Linked DNA regions of Gossypium hirsutum: region 2 is linked to region 1. A link is a contact called in public Hi-C data. All regions are on one chromosome and are shown on one strand. Each heading gives the region's core, a stretch centred on a gene start, on an enhancer-like site or on the middle of the called end of the contact. The rest is flanking DNA. Distances are from core to core; before and after follow the strand shown.

What was found. A called contact is a pair of places that touch in the nucleus more often than the background predicts.
Region 2: a Hi-C map of leaf shows a contact between it and region 1, with 4 times the contacts expected there. The contact joins the promoter of LOC107917145 here to the enhancer-like site in region 1. A contact is called at or near these places in 5 of 34 Hi-C or Micro-C datasets (fibers, leaf and seedling).

Annotation. Positions count from the first base shown.
Region 1 is chrA01:19,438,068-19,444,754 of Gossypium_hirsutum_v2.1, forward strand. It overlaps LOC107917330 (peptidyl-prolyl cis-trans isomerase FKBP18, chloroplastic), which reads right to left. Exons shown (of 6, transcript XM_041115299.1): 6 at 6,580-6,687. It also overlaps the pseudogene LOC107916636. Among protein-coding and RNA genes, the nearest start is that of LOC107917330, 4.9 kb to the right of the region's middle. Within about 2 kb of position 2,819, at least 5 of the 9 cell types and tissues checked have an H3K27ac peak or open chromatin away from gene starts, as enhancers often do. A contact at or near this core is called in fibers and leaf, where this site is marked.
Region 2 is chrA01:19,501,217-19,507,903 of Gossypium_hirsutum_v2.1, forward strand. LOC107917145 (MLO protein homolog 1) reads left to right here and starts at 3,125. Exons shown (of 14, transcript XM_041115526.1): 1 at 3,125-3,293; 2 at 3,374-3,431; 3 at 3,529-3,794; 4 at 3,878-3,994; 5 at 4,081-4,141; 6 at 4,263-4,348; 7 at 4,893-4,971; 8 at 5,067-5,154; 9 at 5,240-5,289; 10 at 5,374-5,414; 11 at 5,496-5,669; 12 at 5,753-5,788; 13 at 5,874-6,002; 14 at 6,417-6,687. The coding sequence starts at 3,174.

The sequences.
Region 1 (6,687 bases), core at 1,569-4,068:
TTGACAAAAATGGTGGCTGCCGACGACACACGGCCAGGTACATGGGCATGTGGCTAGGCCGTGTGAGCTACAGGGCATGTGAGAGGCCGTGTGAGCCACACGGGCATGTGAGAGGCCGTGCGACTGGCCGTGTAACTCACTGGTTGTTGAATTAGGGCCAGACAGGCACAAGATACAGCCGTGTGTCTAGGCTGTGTAATTCACTGTTATTGATTAAGAACCACACGGGTGTGTGCTTAAGCCGTGTGAGTCACATGGGCAAGGACACGACCATGTGTCCAAGCCGTGTAACTCTCTGTTTCTTGACTGGTAGCACACAAATACACAACACGAGCGTGTAGTCAAGCCGTTTAGACCACACGAGCAAGGACACGACCGTGTGTCCAAGTCGTGTGGTAGCCAATTGGGCTTTCAAAAGCTTGATTTGCGACCGAAATCATTACTTTGACTAATATTGACTATCTATGATATGATTGATATGAAATGAGATACAATGAGAAATTATGGTTAATATGTAATTGATATCTAACAGATAATCTGTAAGTAATACGTAAGTTTCTGTATTTTGAATGTGTTGGATTGGAAATGTGCGGAGAAGGAAGTAATCTATTCTGAATAGTGGTTTGCCCACTATCTGATTAATCTAAATTTAGCGTTTAACGCTAACTGTGCTAGCATCTATGATGCCATTTTGTAACGTGTGAAATCTATACATTGCGGTGTGTAGGGATGGATGGACACTGAATGTCCTTAATGGTGTGTTGGGTTGATCGGAGGTGGTGTAGTAGATGGAAATTAGGAAATTCTATTATGAATCGTTCCACTATCTGATTAAGCATGGTAATAAACTGCTACCGTCCGTATGTGTTAACTAGGTATAATTGATTTGTTTATATCGATATTGTGAACACTGAGAACTATCTGGTACTCCGATTAATATCACCTCGTGATCGTACGAAAGCTGAATAGTACATTTTCTGTTATGCATTGAGTTTACCACTCACCCTATTACGTTTGGCTTTCAGGTGAACCATTACACTGAACGGGATGGTGTCGAGGCGGCTCGATCAACCTTATCTTTTACTAGACTTAATTGGAGATTATGTCACTATTATATTATGGATTTATGACGTTTGTGAACTCAAAATTATTTTGATGAGTATCTGGATTTAGATATTTTAAATTATCTATCTTATAAATTTGTTAAATTATTATCATAATGTTTGTAATTCTCTGAACTCGGTCTGGACTGTTAGGCCTGGGTTAGGGTGTTACATTGAGTGACTAAAATGAAAGTGTAAATATGATATGATATATACAATTAATTGCATATTAAAAATTCAACGCTTGAGTGAATAAAATGAAAGCGCACTAAAATTTTGATGATAAATTACAAAAACTTCAACTTAAATGATCAAAATAAAAGTTAATTAAAAATTAGATTAGCGAGTAAATAGTTTACCCAAACTGAAAATGAGCTCATTAAACAACTCATTCTTTAACATGACTTTTGAAAAAGATTTAAGACATCTTTCAAAATAGATAAAGATCATATTGATAAGGATAAAGACGAAGGAAATCATGTGCTAAAAATAAATAAGGTCTTTAAATTAAAGATTTTAGATTATAGAGTTTGGACCCTCACTCACTGTGTCTATTTTCTTTTTCCCACTTTATTCTCTGATTTCTATATGAGCCTATAAATAAAGATGGGTATAATAATGATAATAACATCCAGTAATTGTGATTAGCACAGTGATGGACATGGTCCTCTTGTTTGACCCTGCCTACCATTGCAACCCTAGTAGTGATACATGCTCCTCTTCCTTGATTCGTGGGGCTTAAGCAAAGCAAAATTATCATTTAAGTGGAAAGTGGAAGGAGATGATGACACGTCTCTTCCTCCTGAATTCCCTCTTTCAGTTTCAGCAATACTGCCTATATGAATCTCATCTTCCTCCTTCCCCAAGATTCTGCCTCTTATACATTCACATCAATCATCTATCAAATCTTTGCTTCAAACTCAAATCCCTATCTAACACCACACTCGTCTCTTAACGCAATGATGTATCAAGTTACGCATTATCCATCAAATAAGATTGTTGATGAGGTTTAAATTTTAATATTTGCTAATGAGTACTTAATCAATTAAATCTACCCATCACTGCTAAATATACTTTTAGATGGGTGGTGTGTTTAAAATAATAGTAGCGATAGAATTAATTACTATAATAATGAAATTAGATATTATAATTGTGAGATAAAAAAAAATAAAATACACTGCATTGAAATGCACCGCCCATTCAAAAAGGTCTTAAATCTTATATTCATAATAATTGAGATTTGAGGGTCCAATCCAATCATTTTCCCAAATGAAACGAACCTGAAAGAGGAATTTTCAGCAACAAATTAGAAAACAAAGAAAGAAAAGGCTCCTAGGAATTGTTCTAAAACTTGGTTACGCAATTAAATTAAGCCAGCAGGCAGAGAGCATAAGAGAGGAGTGTGAAAGATAATGATTCACAAAAGCCAAAAAGCTGGAAAGAATCAAATGAGTGAAAAAAGTTATAACAATCTTTAATCATCTAAGTCTAAGTCTAAGTCTAGTACAGTAATGAACAATGACATTCAATGGGGTCGACGATAAAAGTTGAAAGATCACTCGAAAGAATCAAAGTCCAAAAAGCTCAAGGATTTTGAGAAACAACGTGCCACTGCAAATGGGTTTCGGAAAAATATTTACTTTCTTTATTTGTTTGATGGAGGGTAGAGTCCAAATGCAAAAAGGCTGATGATTGATTGGATTTGGATGAATTTGAGTTGGGCTAATGCTAGACCCATTTTCAGAGACTGTACTCGACCCATTCATTCATCTAACCACTTCAGTTCAAATTCAATTCTGAAACTTATAAACACAAGTGAAGCGAAGAGATGAGAGAGTCTCGATCAAAAACAAACAAGCGTAAATACTGCTGTGAAGCCGCAGAGGCGTGAAGTGAAGTGAAGTGCATTCTGGCTGGTCGACAATGGGGATTTCGAGGTTTGTTTTACTCGTGTTTACGATCTCAATGCTGGCATCTCCGGCACTCTCCGATCTGGTTCTCTCCAAAGTCGATCGACGTGTGAGTTTCCATCTTCTCAATTCAATATTCATTTCTCTTCCTTTAATTGGATTTATTTATGATGATTATGTGAGTTCGGTTCTCCGATTTATTCACTGCCTCTTCCTCTCCATTTTCTTGTTTCTCAAACTTAATATCCTGGGTTGATCGAAATGCTTCCATCGCTGTGTCTCTTCCATCTCTTCAAACCGTACCTTTTATGCTAACTTCGTTTCGTGTGGTCTTGCAGATTTATTTGACATCCCACATTGTTCGAATTTCTTCAACTTTAGAGGTGCTTCACAATACTTTCTCTTTTCACTCTCAAGTCTCAAAGTTGCTAATGTTCTCTCTTTTTGATTCATTGTTCAAATCACCATCTCCTATTCTTAAACTTTGCTTCTCTTACAATTGCTGTTATATTGTTTCTAGGTGGAGAATGCAGGTCCAGAGACTGTGTCTAAGGTTTTGTTGGCTTTTCCTGACCTTCAAGCCCAAAACTTGGCATATTTGATGGCTTCCCCGCATGAAGCCAAAGCGAAATTCAAAGTCTCTGTTGTTTCTTTCCCTATTGATGTCGTCAAACCAGAAGATATGCCTCCTGGTGTAACATTCTATTCGGTATCATTGCCACAGGGATTAACCGTGGGCGCTAGCTTCACTTTTGATGTCTTGGCTGTATTTACCCATGCCTTGCGACCTATGCCCGAGCAAATCGGTCAGGCTGATATTCAGCTTGTACTGTACCAGGATAGTGCATACTATCTGTCTCCTTATGTTGTCAAGGTCCAGTCTCTAAGTCTTAAGCTGCCTGATTCTAGAATTGAATCCTATACAACACTGGAGAGCACAAAGGTCCAGGGTTCAGAAATCAAATATGGTCCTTATGAGAATCTCCCTGCATTCTCATCCTCACCTATAACCGTTCATTTCCAAAACAATCTGCCCTTCACTATTGCTCAGGAATTGGTGAGAGAAATAGAAATATCCCATTGGGGTAATTTGCTGGTCACTGAGCATTACAAACTCATCCATGGTGGTGCGCAAAGCAAGGGTGAATTTTCCAGGTTACTTTCATATGTTTTCCTTCACAGTTTATGGTCTAGGTTGGAGATTCGTTTCTGATGTATTACCTTGACATTACAGGCTTGAACCCCAAGCCAGAGAAAATGTTCAAGGTCCTTCAGCCGTTAGGTATCTTGTTGCACATTTGCCTCCAAGGGCTCATTCTGTTTACTACAGGGATGCAATTGGCAATATATCTACATCCCATCTGCGGGGTGACTCCAAAAAGGTTATATTGCAGATTAGGATTTAAATCGTATCTATGCCCTGATATTTCATTTTTACTGAAGTGCTACTCGCCTTTGCAGGCAGAATTATTGATCGAACCAAGGTATCCCATGTTTGGTGGCTGGAGAACAGCTTTCACCATTGGATATGGCTTGCCACTTCAGGACTGTTTGTATGAATCAGAGGGGAGGCGCTTTCTTAACATTACATTTAGTAGCCCAGTGATTGAGTTGGTTATTGATACTCTCATTGTGAAGGTTGGTAGCATGTCTTTCCTTAGGCCTCAGAATTATGGTGCAAAGAAATAATGGGAAATGTCCTTCCCAACCTTGGCTAAAACTTTGACCTAAAAAGTGTATTTAAGTACGTATTACAACTATTATTCAACTAGGATATTATAATGCTTTGTCCTTCAAGTACTCAAATTGGCACCTATGCTTCATTAGAATTAAGATATTTGCATATGTAGTATAGGAATTGCAGTCTGGTGAATAAAAAGAAAGTTATTTTCTTAGCAGCCTAACTTTTACCTGGTACTTTGACTTTTATAGGTTGTGTTGCCTGAAGGTTCCAGTGACATATCTGTAGCAGCTCCATTTTTCATGAAGCAGTGCCAAGAGGTATTAGAAAGCTTAAGATTTGTGTTCGTATTTGACCATCTATTTTTTAACCTAAGGCTCATGTGTTGAGTTGAATTTCGAATCTGAAGTTTGTTGTCTTTTATGTATAATGTGCTTATGGTTGTATGCAGACCAAAATCTCCCACTTGGATATTGTTGGTAGACCAGTAGTTGTGTTGGAAAAGACCAATCTTGTGCCAGAGCACAATCAATATTTTCAGGTACTCTTTTGTTCTCCATGTTTAATTGAAAAGGCATGCACACTGGTTCTAGCATGTTAATTTGAAGCCTCTACTCTGGTGCCTCCATATATAGAATTTTGTATAGTAGGATATATCATAACCCTATATTTTACAGGGTTATGTATTTTAACGGTTTACTGTTTGTTCTTGTGTTTGTTTACCTTACAGGTCTATTACAAATTCAACAGATTATCAATGCTTAGAGAGCCACTGATGTTAATTTCAGGAATTTTCTTATTTTTTGTTCCTTGCATTGTTTACATGCATGCTGATACATCAATCTCCAAGTTTTCTGCTTCTTATTTAGCAAAACAGCAGTGGGAAGAGGTGAGTAGGATATCACTATGCCATTTCTTTGGTTCACCCAAATCACCATCTACAAATGCATTGGTCATGGACTTTGCTTTATGCAATTTCAGGTTCGGGTTGCGATTCAGCATGTTCATAATATCATATGCCAGTGCTTGGCAACACATGATAAGCTGGAAGCATCTCTACGCGACCTTTCCAGGACAGGGGAGGTGCAAGCTTGTAAGGCTGCTCGAAAATCTACTGATGGTTAAAAGAGCTGTCAAAAGAGTTGAAACCGTTGATGACCTTCTTGCAATCTTCCCCATCAGCTGTTCAAGTATTATCCAAGGTTCACTTGTCTTTTACTTGTTGCTGTTTAGTTTGATATCCGTCTTTTTGCATTTTCAGTCTTACTCTGAATAAGTTTGTTAATTAAGCCTTCATAGGTGACAATGTTTTCATTGGAACTCTGTTTGCTGTGGATGTCAATTTCTGATTTGCATTTTAGGTAGTGTTGTTTAAGTGATTACTTTGGTGCTGTCTCTATAGGTGGAGGAGCTGGTGGCTAAGGAGAGAGAATTGCTAGAAAAGTTGATGGCGAAGCACTCAACAGCAGTGGAGGCCTATGATAAGAAGTCAGGGGCCCGGGATATTGAGAGCCGGATTGCTTTGCAGCAACAGAAAATTACAGCATTGAGGCAGGAAGTTGATGATCTTCTCGAGTTCATTGATGAAATATGAAGTAGGAATAATATTTTCGTCCAAACTGCAGAATTTTACCTCCAATCTGCATCACTTTGTTTCACTGTTTCAGTGCTTTCTTTTGATTCTTTGTTGAACATTGTTTCTTCCTTAAATCTATATATGCAAGCGTCTGCCCAAATTATTTTCGAGAAGAAAAAGGGTAGACATTTAAGTAAACTTCACCTACCTACACCCATCAGCTATGGCCTAATGGTTCTTACAGTAGCAGAGTAAATTTGGTAAGCACGTTATTATTATACATATAAAGCGATATGGTACCCAAAAAAATGAATTCAAGATGTATACATGAGCTTGAAAAAATTTACACAAAATAATTATTAGTACATTAAAACAATCATGACACACCCATACACATGGTTTAATCAGCTATAACTT
Region 2 (6,687 bases), core at 1,875-4,374, 63 kb after region 1:
ATTTTAAATTTTAAAAAATTTACAACTTACGCATAATACACAGATAATAACAAAAACTTGACTTTCCTTTTTTAAAATTTATTTTCAGGGTTAATATTTAATGTAAAGGTATTATATAATTTTATGGACGGTTAATTAAGTTTAGTGAGTTTAATTTTAAAATTTATTTATGATGTGTGATTGTCCAATTCACTGGCCACTGTATGTATATTAATTTTAAAATAAAAGAAAATTGAAGCAGATGTTTGATGGGGTCATCTCTAGCAATGGAAATATGAAGCTGAAGAGCAATGCTGTATTCAATACCTTCTAAGAAACAAAAGAATGTTCAAACTTAATTATAAAAGGCGCATGTTAACAAGAAATACAAAACAAAATGGACAGTGAAATTTATTATATGTTAACAAGGTTTATTAGATGTTTGAATCCTTCATCACAAATCTACCATTATACTAAATAAATCCCACCAAACCAATCTCATTTGGGTGCTTAATTACTATATATGTCATCAATTAAATTTACATATTAATTACTTCTTTTAGTTTGTATGATTTTTTTTAGTGCGATAAAACTTTAACTTCAGGGGGCAAAGTCAGAAATTTTGTTTAGGGAGCCGAAATTAAATTATAATTTTTACTATAGTAAAAAAGTAATTTCACCATTTTAATAGTCTCTATCTTTATAATTTATAAACAATTAAATCAAATTTGTCATTTTTAGAGGGCTAAAGTACAATTTTACCTTTACTAATTTAAAATTTTAAAAATTTCAAGAGGCCTAATGAAAAATCTTCTATTTTAGGGCGGCCGGGGTCCCTGCCAGCCCCTTGGTTTCGCCCTTGTTCAGTTTTACATAAAAATCATTTTAATCTCCATTTAATTTTTAAATTTATGTTCTTTTGTCAAATCACTCTAAAATAAATAGAAAAAGTAATATTTTTTTAATTTTGTTGATGTGACATATACGTAGATTGTCACGTGGACATCAATATTTAATTAATTTTTTAAAATTTTAAAATTTCAATAAAAATTATAAAAAATATTTTAAAAAATTAAAAATTATTCAAATTATTTAAAAAGTATACCACTTGTAAAAAAATTAATATTTTTTAAAAATTAAAAATTAATTAAATATTGACATATTATCTATGTCAACAAAATTAATAAATATTAAATTTTTCATACATTTATGAGTGATGAGAAAAAAAAATATAAATTAAGAAAAAAAGACGAAGAATTTAATGAAGAATTAAAATACTTCTTTGGTAAGTTGAAGGGGAAAAAATCATTATGTTTTAGAACTAATAGGATCCTTAAATAAATAAATATTGTACTAGTACTTAGTTACGAGAAAGGAGTAAAATTCCTTAGGTAAACGTGTTCTAAACTCCTCTCCCTCCAGGGTCTTGAAGAATATTTTTCTTAGGAAGATCCACAAATATAAATCCCACATCCATTAATAAATATACGGGATAATATAATATTTTTCTCTTAATTTTGTAATTAGGTTCATTTTGATATATGTATTTTTTTTTCATTTAACACTTAAATTTGACAATTAAATTTAAATTTAAAAAATATAAAAATTTAACGATGTGACATTTTAAGATTGTGCCACATCATTACTTAAAAAATTTATATAAAAATTTTAGGTGATGATGTGGTGTATAATCTCAATGTGTCATATTTACTATTTTAATAAGGGTAAACTATAAAAATAGTCACTTTTGTTTGCCTCATGTTATATTTTAGTCACTTATGTTTGAAATGTTACGTTTTAGTCACTTATGTTATTATTTTGTTACGAAGTGGTCACTCTTCCGTTAAGTTCTGTTATCTTCCTAACGGTAATCCTACGTGGTAGTCCAACTAGATATTATTGAATCTGCTAATACGTACTTCGTCTGGATGTTGTATTAGCAGATTCACTAATATGATTATATATATATTTACGCATGTATCACATTACAAAAACAAAATTTTAAATATTTATACCTAATAAAACACGTATCTCATTACAATAATAGTTATTTTCCAAATAACATATTGTTTTATAATTTTATTTCTTATTTAATATTTTAATTTAATTTTAATAATGCATACTTAATCCGGATGAAGTATGTATTAGCAGTTCAGTAATATCTAGTTGGACTACCACGTAGGATTACCGTTAGGGAAATAACAGAACTTGACGGAAGAGTGATCACTTCGTAACAAAATAATAACATAAGTGACTAAAACGTAACATTTTAAACATAAGTGACTAAAATGTAACATGAGATAAACAAAAGTGACTACTTTTATAGTTTACCCTTTTAATAATTAGATTGGTGGTTGAACAAATCAAACCACCCATTTTTTATTCAATTAGTTCGATCAATTCGACCACTGAATCAACAATAATTAAATAAATAATAAAAAATCATAAATTTTTTTAAAAATTACTAAACCGGTTGAACCTGCTTAACTATCGATTTTTGTCTTAATTTTTTATTTTTACCAATATCAAGTAGTTATCGAGTTAATTAAGTCAACTCTTTTGTTCGACCGTTATATTGTCTAACTCTCCACCCGTTTGATCCGGTCCTATTTTAGTAAAACTAATCACATCATTAAATCTTGATAAAATTTAAGTTCAAGTATCAAAATGAGTCTAGTTATCAAGTTCAATCACTAAAAAGGAAAAAACCGAAAAGTATATTATTATTATTCCCTAAAATTGTAATTAGAATTGTAGAATATGTCTAGACAGGAGAAAGTCAGGCTTGTGGACCAGGGTTTTGAGACAGTCCAACACCTTTCAATCTCACACAAAATAAAATATATATCAGATGGGTGTTGATTAATACTAAGTGATAATTGAATATAAATAACCACCGGTGGATCCCAATATCTGTTTCTTTATTACATTAATTCTCACCCTTGGATTGGCTGCATTGGCCGGCTTGATTAATCTATATTGTCCTAAGCTACGGGATTGTTAACTTAGATCACCACATTGCCCATCACCAACCTTCCACATAAAACCATGCAAATCATGACAAACTTTTGTTCATAGAAACCGTGTCTCAAATCCAAACGCGCTGCCCACTTGCATTTCTTCACTCCATTTTTATATGCTTTCCGCCTTCTTGTTATACTTTTACATTACTAAGCGTTTTGGTTTTTGCAAAAATGGCTACCCCTAAGGAAAGGTCACTGGAGGAAACGCCAACATGGGCTGTTGCAGTTGTGTGTGCAATATTTGTGATCATATCTATATTCATAGAACATGGAATTCATTCTCTGGGAAAGGTATTTAATCTACTAATGAAAATTTCATACTAATAATTATGATTATGATTATGATTATAACCTTTGTTGATGACATGCAGTGGTTTCAAAAACGCCAGAAGAAAGCCATGATGGAAGCTTTAGAGAAAATAAAAGCTGGTTAGGTTATATGTATATATATATAGTACTTGTTCATCATATTGTAGGCAAACTGCAGTCTAACCCTTAATAGATTAAATTCCATTATAATTTGCAGAGTTGATGCTACTGGGATTCATATCCTTACTACTTACTATAGGAACATATTCCATTCCAGCGATATGTATCCCAGAAAAGATAGGATATACGATGCTTCCATGCAAACGGAAGCCTGGGTATGCAGGAGATAGTGGTAAAGATAGCAACAAAGGGGGCGGAGGCGGCGGCGATGAAGATCGCCGGAGAAAGTTACTTTCTTATGCTGAAGATATGGTTTGGCGTCGAGTCTTGGCTTCATCCAAAGGAAAAGATTCTTGCCCTAAAGTATGCCGCCGGCCCTTTTTTTTAATCTATTTTCAACATTGTTGATAATTAACCTGATCATTAATTTCTATATGAAATGATAGGGTAAAGTTGCCCTGATTACACAAAGCGGGATGCACGACTTGCACATATTCATATTTGCGCTTGCTGTCTTTCATGTTCTTTACAGTGTAGCCACCATTCTACTGGCTAAGGCCAAAGTAAGTTTTTTTTCTTTTCCCCTTGAAGATCAACTGGTTTGGTTGTAGAGCTGATATTATAGTTGTGGTGAATTGAATTTGAACAGATGAAGAAATGGGAGTCCTGGGAATCAGAAACTAAAACTCTCGAGTATCAGTACAGAAATGGTTAGTCTTTCTACTTTTCACCTTGCCTTTTAGGTCTAAATTATGAAGGTTGTATGGAAAAAAAAAAGTTTGGAAATGGTGATTTATATTGATACTTGCATTTGTATATGTTACACATCAGATCCTTCAAGGTTCAGATTAACCCATCAAACTTCCTTCGTCAAACGTCATTCTGGTTTCTCCACAATTCCGGGCATGAGATGGATAGTAAGACTCTTCTAATTTCTTACTAATTTTATTTGGAGAATTAAGTACGGTAGGAAATTATAATTCCACATTGTCCCTGTCCATATCCCTTTTTCAACAGGAGAATGAAAAATAAGATTTGTTTTTCTTGATTTTCAGCTTTTTTTTCTCACAAAATTTAAATCCAATTAAAAATGCTAAAAATTAGGAGGAAAACTTTAATTTATCATATCTCTCTATTTATTTACACTCTAATTTTACAAAAAAATCTATTTAATTGTTGGTGTGGCATACAAGCAAAGTTAACAAACATTAAAGTTTTTCATTTATGTTAAAGGTGATTTAATAAATAACGCAAATTTAAAGCATAAAAGAGACAAAAATTAAATAGATTTTTTTTTAAATTGGAGTGTAAATAAGTAGAGAGACAAACTGAGTTATGCAATTTTACAGTTTTACATTTCTGATTAATTTTTGATATATTAATAAACTAAAAAGATTTATATATTTACTTTTGAGTATATTTGGTTAGCTGGAATAAAAAAATCTAAAAATATAATTATAGGTGGCCTTCTTCAGGCAATTCTTTGGTTCGGTGAGCAAGGTGGACTATTTGACCATGCGCAATGGCTTTATCAACGTAAGTAATTGGCCGGCGTACATCATCTAATAATTTGATTAGCAAATTGCTCAGCTGGTGAGTTCAACTTTAATCACCAAATATTAATGATTAATTCAGGCACATTTGCGGCTAACACAAAATTTGACTTCCATAAATACATCAAAAGATCCATGGAAGACGATTTCAAAGTCGTTGTCGGTATCAGGTCTGTTTAAAACCACTTTAAATTTAAATTAACTTTATATTGCTACTCTAAAATTTATTGGTTGTTGGTTTTTGGGATGTTGCAGCACACCTCTGTGGGCATTTGCTATCATCTTCTTGCTTCTAAACGTTTACAGTTTGTAATTCTACCCCTTTCTGATTAGCATATCATAAATTAATAAATGGAGTATTTATAATATAATATACGTGGTGCATGCAGAATGGCAAACTCTCACCTGGTTGTCTTTAGTCCCACTGACTGTAAGCCACCCACATCCTTAATTAAACTTTATATGTTATGGATTGAGAAATAAAAGTAGAAAGATTTGGTGAATTGTGTAGATACTTGTATTGGTTGGAACAAAGCTTGAACTGATCATAATGGAAATGGCGGAAGAAATCCAGGAAAGGAGTGCAGTGGTAAGAGGGGCACCAGTGGTGGAGCCAAATAACAAGTATTTCTGGTTTAATCGACCCCAGTGGATTCTCTTCTTGATACATTATACATTATTTCAGGTAAATTAATCATGTTTTCCTTAATTAATTACCAGCTTGACATCTATTGGTTTATTAATTAAGTTTGATTGATATTTATGCAGAATGCATTCCAGATGGCATATTTCCTTTGGGTAGTGGTAAGTAGTGTGTTCCTCTATTCAATGTTTGACTCTATTTATTCTGAAATTCCATATACAGTGATTCATATGTTTTGTGGTGCAGTTTAAGTACAGCCTAGGTTCTTGTATCCACGAGAAACCGTACTTTGTAGTGGGAAGGGTTGTTCTTGGGCTGTTCCTTCAAATTCTATGCAGCTACATTACCTTCCCGCTGTATTCCTTGGTGACGCAAGTGAGTAGTAGAACAAGTGATTATCATTATTTGTCCATGTGATTTGGTTTTGCTGAAACTCCCATGAGTTTTACAGGTTGAGAAGTACATCAATAAGGATTTTGTTTTCCTATTCTGTCAAAAGCTTTACAAGTTCACAGAGTGCTTAAGTGATACCCTCCTTCGAGATTCTCTATATGCTAGAGGTCTTGAGTACTTTAACCTTGCCAAGACACTACAAGTCACTTTCGTTCTATAAACTTGTAAGACTCTTGGCAGAGTAAAGAGATAAAGCTCTGGTCAAGAATTACCAAACTTGTTGACGTATTCTTCTGACTGGTGAACCCATAAAACTTTGGGTTGAACCAAAACGCATTAACATTTATCATTATGATCATGGATTTGTTGTTGAATTATATGTTGGAATGAATGCAGATGGGATCGCACATGAAAACTGCAATTTTCGAAGAGCAAACAGCCAAAGCTCTGAAGAACTGGCGGAAGGCTGCCAAGAAGAGAAACAAGCAGAAGGAAAAGGAAGGAGGAGGGATGAGTAGCCCAATGTCGGTATCAATGAGCGGTAATACCACACCAAGCCGAGGGACATCGCCTTTACACTTGCTGCACAATCACAAACATAGGTCCACCGCCAGTGATCAAACCGATGGGGTTCTTAATTCCCCCACCCATTCCAACTTCTCTTACC